3 separate regions of the Mus musculus genome follow, and regions 2 and 3 are each linked to region 1. The links are chromatin contacts, called in public Hi-C and promoter capture Hi-C maps. All regions are on one chromosome and are shown on one strand. Each heading gives the region's core, a stretch centred on a gene start, on an enhancer-like site or on the middle of the called end of the contact. The rest is flanking DNA. Distances are from core to core; before and after follow the strand shown. Region 1 holds the start of Cyp2d10 (cytochrome P450, family 2, subfamily d, polypeptide 10). Region 2 holds the start of Cyp2d40 (cytochrome P450, family 2, subfamily d, polypeptide 40). Region 3 has its middle 57 kb from the start of Cyp2d40.

Region 1 (2,880 bases), core at 192-2,691:
CAATCCAGTGCATGCCTTCTGGGTAGTCCTCCTGGATTCCAGTGACTCTTCTGTGAATTGCTTGACCACATTCCCACCCACATTCATAACCTGTGCTTCCTCAGCTTATTCCCACACGTCTGAACCCAAATCCACCGTCCACACAGCCCTTTACCTTGGGATCCAGGCTTCACACCCAGGTACTCAAAGATGGGCACTTGAGGGCGGTCAGCAGTGTCCTCTCCACAGGTCAACAGCACTTCCTTCATTGCCTTCAGTCCATTGATCACAACCATAGGCTTCCAGCCCATCTGCAGGCTGAACACGTCACCATAGCGGTTTTGAAGCTGACGTAGAGGGACAAAGCACATAGGAAGTAGAGGTGCCCACAGATAATAGAACCAGTTTCACTGCACAACAATGTCAAAGTGAGAGGGTGCCAGGCAGTTTCTTTGTGTGTGAGTGCACATTTGTGTATGTTTACATATGCATGTTTGTGTATGTGAATTTAAGTATGTGTGCATATGTGTATGTGACTCCATGTATCTCTCTGTCTCTGTATTTGCATGTGTACATATCTATTTGTGTGTATCTTGCTTGTTATTGAACCTTGCTCATATATCCTGGGAAAATGCTCTTCATTGAGCTCCATCCCATGCGTGAGGAGGCCTACTAATGTGGTGTCTTATCTTTTAAGTTTAGCAAAGGTGTCATAGTAGATGTCACACCCCAGCAGTTCCCTGGCCAGACCCAGAAACCTATCTTGGGTTCTTTTAGTATGTCAATATACGTGAAAAAAACTCTGGTTCCTCTTGATGAGCAGTGAGTCCAGAGAGCACACAGAAGCAAGAGATTCACGCAGCCACAGTCCCTCTCTCCACTCAGTGTCACGACTGACATGGAGTGGTAGACTTCACAGCATATCAAGACCTCATCATTGACAGGAACATAAAGTACTTGGGACCTCTACAGTTCCTGTCCTGTCCAACTAGGCTGAACATTCCTTTCATACCTTGCTTCACCCTTGGATTTTATTCCCCCAATCCTTTGCCCTACAAATTCCCAGTGGCTGCCACAAAAACATGTCTAAGCCTATTCCCTCTTGGGGATCTAGATCTAGCCACTAAACTGTGGCTCAAACCCTACTATGTGCCACTATGGACACTATAACCTCACATACCATCCATTGCTGAGTCACTCACCTTGTACAAGCTGTATGGCATGTTATCCAGGTCCACCTGCAGCAGGTTACCCAGCACAGGCCATGGCACAGGGCCCGGTGGGTAGCGAGAAGTCCAGCGCTGGTGCCGGTGCATCAGGTCCACCAGTAATATGAAGATAACGGTGAATATGGCCACAGACCACAGGCCAGCCCCAGTCAGCAGCTCCATGGCTACCCCACTTCTGCCCAGGCTTTCCAGAGACCAATGAACAACACTCAATGTAACACCTAGAATCAGACTGGCCCAAGCTTGGATCCTGCTGCCTTATAAAGGAGTGCCAGGGTTGCCCTTTGTCCTCTGTGTCCTGCCCCAACACTGTGTTTTGTTTGTCCACCTGTAGGGAGGAGCTAGTGATGTTCAGTTCCTTTCAGGAGTTTAGCATTCTGATTCTGCTGGGCTGAACATGGTAGGCAGATATCTCGTGGACTCCTGCTTCAGGACGAATGTTCTGATCATTGTGTGCAGGAAATTCATCGGGTTTGCTACTCATGCAAATCTTAGAGGGCTTGAGGACATTGCCTCAGAGAGGAATGAGACCTCCTAGATCTTCATGGAGCACTTTCCTGGCAGACATGAGGGTTGACTGGCATCATGTCAATCACTTCTGTGTGTGTGAGCAGTGGGAGGCTGTTTCCAGATGAGGCTGGAGCCCCAATGGGCAAAAGCAGGGCAGTCGGGAATGGCAGCTGAAATCCCTGTGGGCGAGTGAGGGCCAGTAGTGGGAGGTTACCTAGACTTGCTATGGGGAAGTGAAAGGTAGTGGTGGGAAGGCAGCTAAAGGCTCTGCTGGTAAGTGAGGTCCAGTGGGGTAGCACAACCGGAGCACTGCCATCTTCAGTATAGGTCTGTCATCATCCAATTAATCAGGCAGCAAGATACACAACACAGAAGTTATCAGACCCAGTATGAAGAAGTGGAGAAGTGGTCTGAGAACCTTGGGGGGGGGGCACTAATTTGGTCCATGGACGTGTCACATGCTGGCCTCTGTCTCTTATCCACCCTTTGTTTCGTGGTGGGTCAATCTCACCTGGCAAGAGTCTTCCATCTGGAGATACGTAAGGTAGTTTTCTTCCTCATGCCAGAGGTCTGTGGCCAGGGTGAGCAGCCAAGAGGAAAAAAGAATGATGACTCCTGAGCCTTCAAACAAATGGCTACTGTGTGCTGGTCACTGCTGTACACCCACACATAGCTCATCATTCACTAGGGTCAGCAGAGGCTCAGTCTCTGTCCTTGTTGGGCTCCAGACCTCTAAAGATCATAGGCTTGGAAGTCACTGTGGAATCTAGGCAGGCTCTCTCTGTTGCTCCTTCGATGTGCCAGAAGGGAGGCTGGAGCATTATCCCCTCCCGTGGGTGCGAGGGGTTCCGCAAGCCTGGAAGGAAATTGGAGGAAGGGAAGGAGAGGCAGGAGACCAAGAAGATGGTACCTAACAAGGTCTCGTTTATTAGGCTGAGGTGCCTTGTTTTAAAAGCATACATCATGGGGAGTAGGGGCGGGGTCAAGGGGGAATTTTACAAAGAACAAGGAAGCGGGCATCTGCTGACATGGGGGCCGAAGTCAGGCGCCAGGCAGCGGGCACTCTGCATCTTTTTTTTTCTTTCAAATATTTTATTTATTTATTTTTATTATTTTATTATTTTTTAATATTTTTTATTACGTATTTTCCTCAATTACATTT
Region 2 (2,880 bases), core at 210-2,709, 360 kb after region 1:
AAGGACCAAACCTGAAGGTACATCAGTGTGTAACCATGGAGACCTGGCTGTGCTGCCCTCTCCCCACTTCATTTCTCTTCTCCTCTGAGATCACTGTCCCTCATTATTTCACCCTTTTCTACTACGAACATCTCCCACCATGCTAAAGGGGCTCCACAATGGATTTCAGGGATGTTTTGTTGGATTTTTTTAAACTCCATTAACACCTACATCGAACCCTGATCTTCCTTTGCTCACTGTCCCCATTGTGTGACTCTAATGTCATCTCTGCCACCACACTGCACTGTACCTTTATCTTTTTGTCCATAGCCTAGGTGTGGAAATATGGGCATTTCAGGGCGGTCAGCAGTGTATTCGCCACAGGTCACCAGTGCTTCCTGTACTGCCTTCAGTCCGTTGACAATGACCATGGCATTCCAGCCCATCTGCAGGCTGAACATGTCACCATAGTGGTTTTGAAGAAGTAAAGGGACAGAGCACATAGGAAGTGTAGGTTTGCACATATCATAGAACCAGGGTCACTGTACAAACATGGGCAAGGAGTTGAGTGTGCACATGTGGGTTCTACCGTGTATTTGTTTGTATAAACATGTGTGTGCCCACCTGTGTGTGTTTTTGTTTTGGTGTGTGTGTGCTGTTGTTGTTGTTGTTGTTTCTGTTGTTGAACCTTGCTCCTCATGTATCCTGGGGAAATGCTCTTCACAGAGCTCCCTCCCGGGCATGAGACTGCCTACCACTGCAGTGTCTTATCTTTTAAGTTCAGCAAAGGAATCACAGTAGATGTGACTTCCCAGTGTTGACTTTGCAAGAGGCAGAAATCTGTCCTGGAGTTCCTTAGCATTTCATTACACATGAAGAAACTCTGGTTCCTTGAGATGGGCAGTGAGGCTGCAGAACACAGCAGCAGCAAAAGATTCAGGCAGCCACATTGCTCTCTGCACTCAGTGTCCTGACTGACATGCTAACTATACCTTGCATAATGGTAAGACCTCATCTTTGACAGGACCATAACAGACCTGGAACCTGTATGGCTGATGATCTCTACAACTAAACTGAACCCTGCTCTCACATCCTGATTCATCTTCTGGACTTTGACCCCCATATCCGTTGCCCTAGAGAGATTCATTGGATGCAACCAGAAATCAGCAAACTTGGCCCGTTTAGAGGTTCCAGATCGCTGTTGGACCTGTGGCTTGGCCTTCACTGTGTACACTACAGACACTATTAGCACAATAAAGATACACCACTAAGTCACTGACCTTGTAAAAGCTGTATGGCATGTTATCCAGGTCCACCTGCAGCAGGTTACCCAGCACAGGCCATGGCACAGGGCCCGGTGGGTAGCGAGAAGTCCAGCGCTGGCGCCGGTGCAACAGGTCCACCAGTAATATGAAGATGACTGTGAATATGGCCACAGGCCACAGGTCAGTCCCAGTCAGCAGCTCCATGGCTGCCCCACTGCTTCCCAGGCTTCACCTAGGCCAATGAACAACACTCCATCAAACACCTTGGATCAGGAAGACCCAAGCTTGGATCCTACCACCTTATAAAGGAGTGTCCAGGTTGCCCTTTGTCCTCTGCCCCCAACCCCAATCCTGTGTTTTGTTTGGCTAAGTGTAGAGACAGGCCAGAGATGATCAGTCCATTCCACGAGCTGAGCATGCTGATTCTGCTAGGCTAAATATGGTAGGCAGATGTCTGATCATTGAGTGCTGAAAAATCTTCAGATACAATTCACATTCAAAGCTTTGGGAGCTTGAACATTGCCTCAGAGAAAAATGAGACCTCCTAGACCTTCACAGAACACTTTGTTGAGAGGACACAAGGGTTGAGTGGCATCCAGTCAGTGGCGTCTGTGGGTGTGTGAGCAGTGGGAGCTGTCTTCTACAGTTGAGGGAAAGAGGCTGGAGCCCCTCTTGGCATTGGAAGAGCATTGGGGGAGAGCAGCTCAGATTCCTGTGGGTGAGTGAGGGCCAGTGGTGGGAAGGTACTTAGATCCCCCTTGGTGAGTGAGTTGTGAAGTGCATCTGGAGCAGTGGCATCTTCAGTACAGGACACCAGTTGATTAGGGAGCAAGACATACAATATGGGATTTCTCAAACCCAGTCTGAGGAAGCTGAGCAATGGTCTGAGAATTTTGAGGGGTCACTAAATTGGGTCAGGTTCTTGTCATGCTGGCCTCAGTCTCTTAGTTAACCTATGTTTCTTGGTGGTTCAATCTCTCCTGGCAACAGTCTTCCACGTGAACATAGGTAAGAAACATTTGTCTTAGGGCCAGAGGACACGAGTCAGGCTGGGCTGCTATGAGGAATAAGGAAAGATGACTCCTAAGTCTTCCAACAAATGGCGCTTCTGTGCCGGGAATTGCTGGGCACACTACACATGCCAACTCACCATTTGCGAGTGTCAACAGAGGCTCAGTCCATGTCCTTGCTGGATCCAGATCTCTGAAGATCAAAGTCTCAGAAGACCCAGAGCAACCCTATTAGATAGGCTCTCTAATGCTCTCTCTGCTGTACCTGGCAGAAGGGAGGCATGGGCTGAGCAGAGTCCACACCATGCATCCCAACAGCAATGAGTACACACGGACCTCCTCCTCTCTGCTGCCTGTGCAACCCTAGCACTGACCACCTCTGAGTCACTGGAGCTTGTGGGTGACTATATGCTTATTGGAGGCCTGAATCCTGTAAGCCTTTTTCTTATCCATGATTTTTGGCCCTGCTCAACACATTTCCCTAGAACACATTTCCCTAGAACGGCATCATAGGTTTGAACCAATACAAAGGTCTTTCTTGAGCCCCTACCAGTCCTGAAAAAAGACCTGCATGGGAGTCAGGACAACAGCATGGTTCATGGTCAGAATGTGGATTAGGAAGACAC
Region 3 (2,880 bases), core at 241-2,740, 300 kb after region 1:
AACCTGTTATCTCTGGCATCCATGAGGCCCAGAGACCTTGGAATGCCCCCTGTCCACCCCTTGTGGACTGGGTCCATAGATTCACACAGTCAGACACCCACCCAGGGTCACATGGAGAGTGTGCTCATGGGAATTCTGGTGAGACGTGGGTTCTTTCCCACCCCCTTTACTTCCCCATGCCTACTACCCAACAAATTTCCTGCCTGGTGCTGATTCATGGGCATAAATGAGGTATGCAACCACATTACACAAGCTTTTGTCCAGGAGGGACAAAGGATTGAGGGAACTCCCTGGGAGTGGAGATGCAGGTAAAAGTCAGAATATTGTCCACATCCATCACCCACCAGCCTGGACAGTGAAGGCATCACAGATGTGGCCAGCCTTCTCCATCACACACTGTTCCAGTGATTTCTTGCCCAGGCTGAAGTTACACAGGATAGACACAGAACCTCTGCTCTCGCCACTCACACCCTTAAGGTGCAAGGATCACACCTGCAGGTACGTCTATGTGTAACCAAGAATATCTGGGTGTGCTGCCCTCTCCCCCCTTCATTTCTCTTCTCTTCTGGGATCAGTGTCCCCCATAATCTCACACATTCCTCCCAAACACATCTCTACCATACTCGAGCATGATAAGGAGGGCCAATTGGATTTCAGTGGTTTTTTAAAAATCTTATCTAAATTACCTCCTGCATTATGCCCTGATCTTCTTCTGCTCAGTTTCCCATGTCTGGTTATGATCCCATCTCTGCTCCCAACACAGCGTTTTGCCTTTAGTTTTGGGCCCACAGACTATGTGATGAAAGATGGGTATTTCAGGCCACTCAGCAGTGCCCTCTCCACAGGACACCAGCAAATTCCCCCACCGCATTCAGTCCCTTGATCACGACCACAGGCTTGCTGATCATCTGCAGGCTGAACACATCACCACACCAATTTTGAAGCTGAAGTACAGGGACAGAGAACATAGGAATTAGAGGTCCCCAAAGGTCATGCAACCAGGCTCACTTAGCAAACATGGGCAAGGTGTGGAGTGTGCACATGTGGGTTCCAGTGTGTGTGCGTGCGTGCGTGCGTGCGTGCGTGCGTGCGTGCGTGTGTGTGTGTGTGTGTGTGTGTGTGTGTGTGTGTGTGTGTGGTTGTCTTGGTTGTTACTGAACTTTCGTTCTCATATATCCTGGGAAGATGATCTTACCTAAGCTCCATTCCTAGGATGAGGATGCCTACCACTGTGGCACCTTATATTTTAAGTTCAGCAAAGGAATCACTGTAGATATGACATACCAGGAGTGGCCTTACAAGAGCCAGAAAACTGTCTTGGAGTCCCTTAGCATTTCATCCCACATGAAAAATCTCTGGTTTTTTGAGATGGGGAGTGAGGCCAAAGAGCTCAAAGCAGACAAGAGGTTCAGGCTACCACAAGCCCTCTCTCCACTCAGTGTCCTGACTGACATGGTGGACTAGACTTTGCACCATGGTAAGGCCTCATCTTTGACCGGATCAAAGGGACTTGGGACCTCTATGACTGCTACACTGTCAAACCAGCCTGAAGCCTGTTGTCACATCCTGCTTTACCTCATGGACTTTGACCCACAAAATTTTTGCCCTAAAAATTCCCAATGCATGCCACAAAAGAAATTTCTAAGCCTGTGCTCGCAAGGGGGCCCAGATTCCTGTCTGACCTGTGGCTCAACTCCCACAATGTGCTGCAACAACTACCATAAACTCAGTTACCATCCATCACTAAGTTACTAACCTTGTATAAGTTGTATGTCATGTTATGTAGGTCTGCCTGCAGCAGGTTACCCAGCACAAGCCATGGCACGGGGCCCGGTGGGTAGCGAGACGTCCAGCATTGGAGCCTGTGCATCAGGTTCACCAGTAATATCAAGATGACAGTGAATATGGCCACAGGACAATCCAAGTCAGCAGCTCTATAGGTGCCCTGCTGCTGCTCAGAGTTCCTAGAGACCAAAGAACAACACTCAACATAACACCTAGGATCAGGAAGCCCCAAGCTTGGATCCTGAAGCCTTATAAAGGAGTGCCAGGGTTGCCCTTTGTCCTCTGTCTCCAGTTCCAATCCTCTGTTTTGTTTGGCCAAGGGTAGGGGGGACAGTGATATTTACTCCCTCCCACGAACTGGGCATGCTGGGCTGAGCATGGTCGAACATGTCCAGTAGACTTCTTCAAGATCGATGATCTGATCATTGTGTGCAAACAAACATCTTGTATGCAAAGTTTGAGAACATTGCCTCAGAGAGGAATGAGACCTAGTCTTTCACAGTGCATTTTTTATCAGGGCATGAAGGATGACTGGCATTCAGTCAATGGCTTTTATAGGTTTGTGAGCAGTGGGAAACTGTCTCCTCCTATAGGTGAGGGAATGGTAATAGCGGAACGTAGGAAATATACCTGTGGGTTAAGTGATGGCCAGTGGGGGAAGGCAACTGGAGCATGTGCCATATTCAGTACAGGTGTGTGGTCATCTAGTTGATCAGGGAGCCAAATGTACAACACGAGATTTCTCAGACCCAGTCAGAGGGAGCTGAGAAATGATCTGAGAATATTGGGAGGGGCACCAAGTTGGTACAGGGACTTGTCACATGCTGGTCTCTGCCTCTGATTCACCTTCTGTTTCTTGGTGGGTCAATGTCTCCCGGCAACAGTCTTTCACATGGATAGGTAGGGGAGCTATTTTCTCATATCAGAGGCCTATGGTCAGAGCCAACAGCAATGAGGAAAACAGAAAGATGACTCCTGAACCTTCTTGTTTGCCCAGCTGGGCACTGCTGGGCATGGATCATGCCAACTCAGCATTCACTAGGGTCAGGGAAGGCTCAGTCCCTGTCCTTGTTGGATCCAGACCTCTGAAGATCA

Evidence for each region. A called contact is a pair of places that touch in the nucleus more often than the background predicts. Capture Hi-C pulls out chosen DNA fragments and counts their contacts.
Region 2: a promoter capture Hi-C map of liver shows a contact between it and region 1, with 2.8 times the contacts expected there. The contact joins the promoter of Cyp2d40 here to the promoter of Cyp2d10 in region 1. A contact is called at or near these places in 2 of 39 promoter capture datasets (hippocampal neurons and stem cell-derived epiblast-like cells), 1 of 115 datasets of contacts at active chromatin or transcription factors (astrocytes) and 3 of 9 other capture datasets (adipose tissue, liver and macrophages).
Region 3: a Hi-C map of liver shows a contact between it and region 1, with 2.9 times the contacts expected there. The contact joins the enhancer-like site here to the promoter of Cyp2d10 in region 1. A contact is called at or near these places in 1 of 39 promoter capture datasets (embryonic stem cells), 1 of 484 Hi-C or Micro-C datasets (liver), 1 of 115 datasets of contacts at active chromatin or transcription factors (kidney) and 3 of 9 other capture datasets (adipose tissue, liver and pancreatic islet).

Annotation. Positions count from the first base shown.
Region 1 is chr15:82,405,753-82,408,632 of GRCm38.p6, forward strand. Cyp2d10 (cytochrome P450, family 2, subfamily d, polypeptide 10) reads right to left here and starts at 1,442. Exons shown (of 9, transcript NM_010005.3): 1 at 1,182-1,442; 2 at 155-326. The coding sequence starts at 1,370.
Region 2 is chr15:82,762,663-82,765,542 of GRCm38.p6, forward strand. It overlaps Cyp2d40 (cytochrome P450, family 2, subfamily d, polypeptide 40), which reads right to left and starts at 1,460. Exons shown (of 6, transcript NM_023623.2): 1 at 1,260-1,460. The coding sequence starts at 1,448.
Region 3 is chr15:82,705,356-82,708,235 of GRCm38.p6, forward strand. It overlaps the pseudogene Cyp2d38-ps. Among named protein-coding and RNA genes, the nearest start is that of Cyp2d40, 57 kb to the right of the region's middle. Within about 2 kb of position 1,491, at least 2 of the 459 cell types and tissues checked have an H3K27ac peak or open chromatin away from gene starts, as enhancers often do. A contact at or near this core is called in liver, where this site is marked.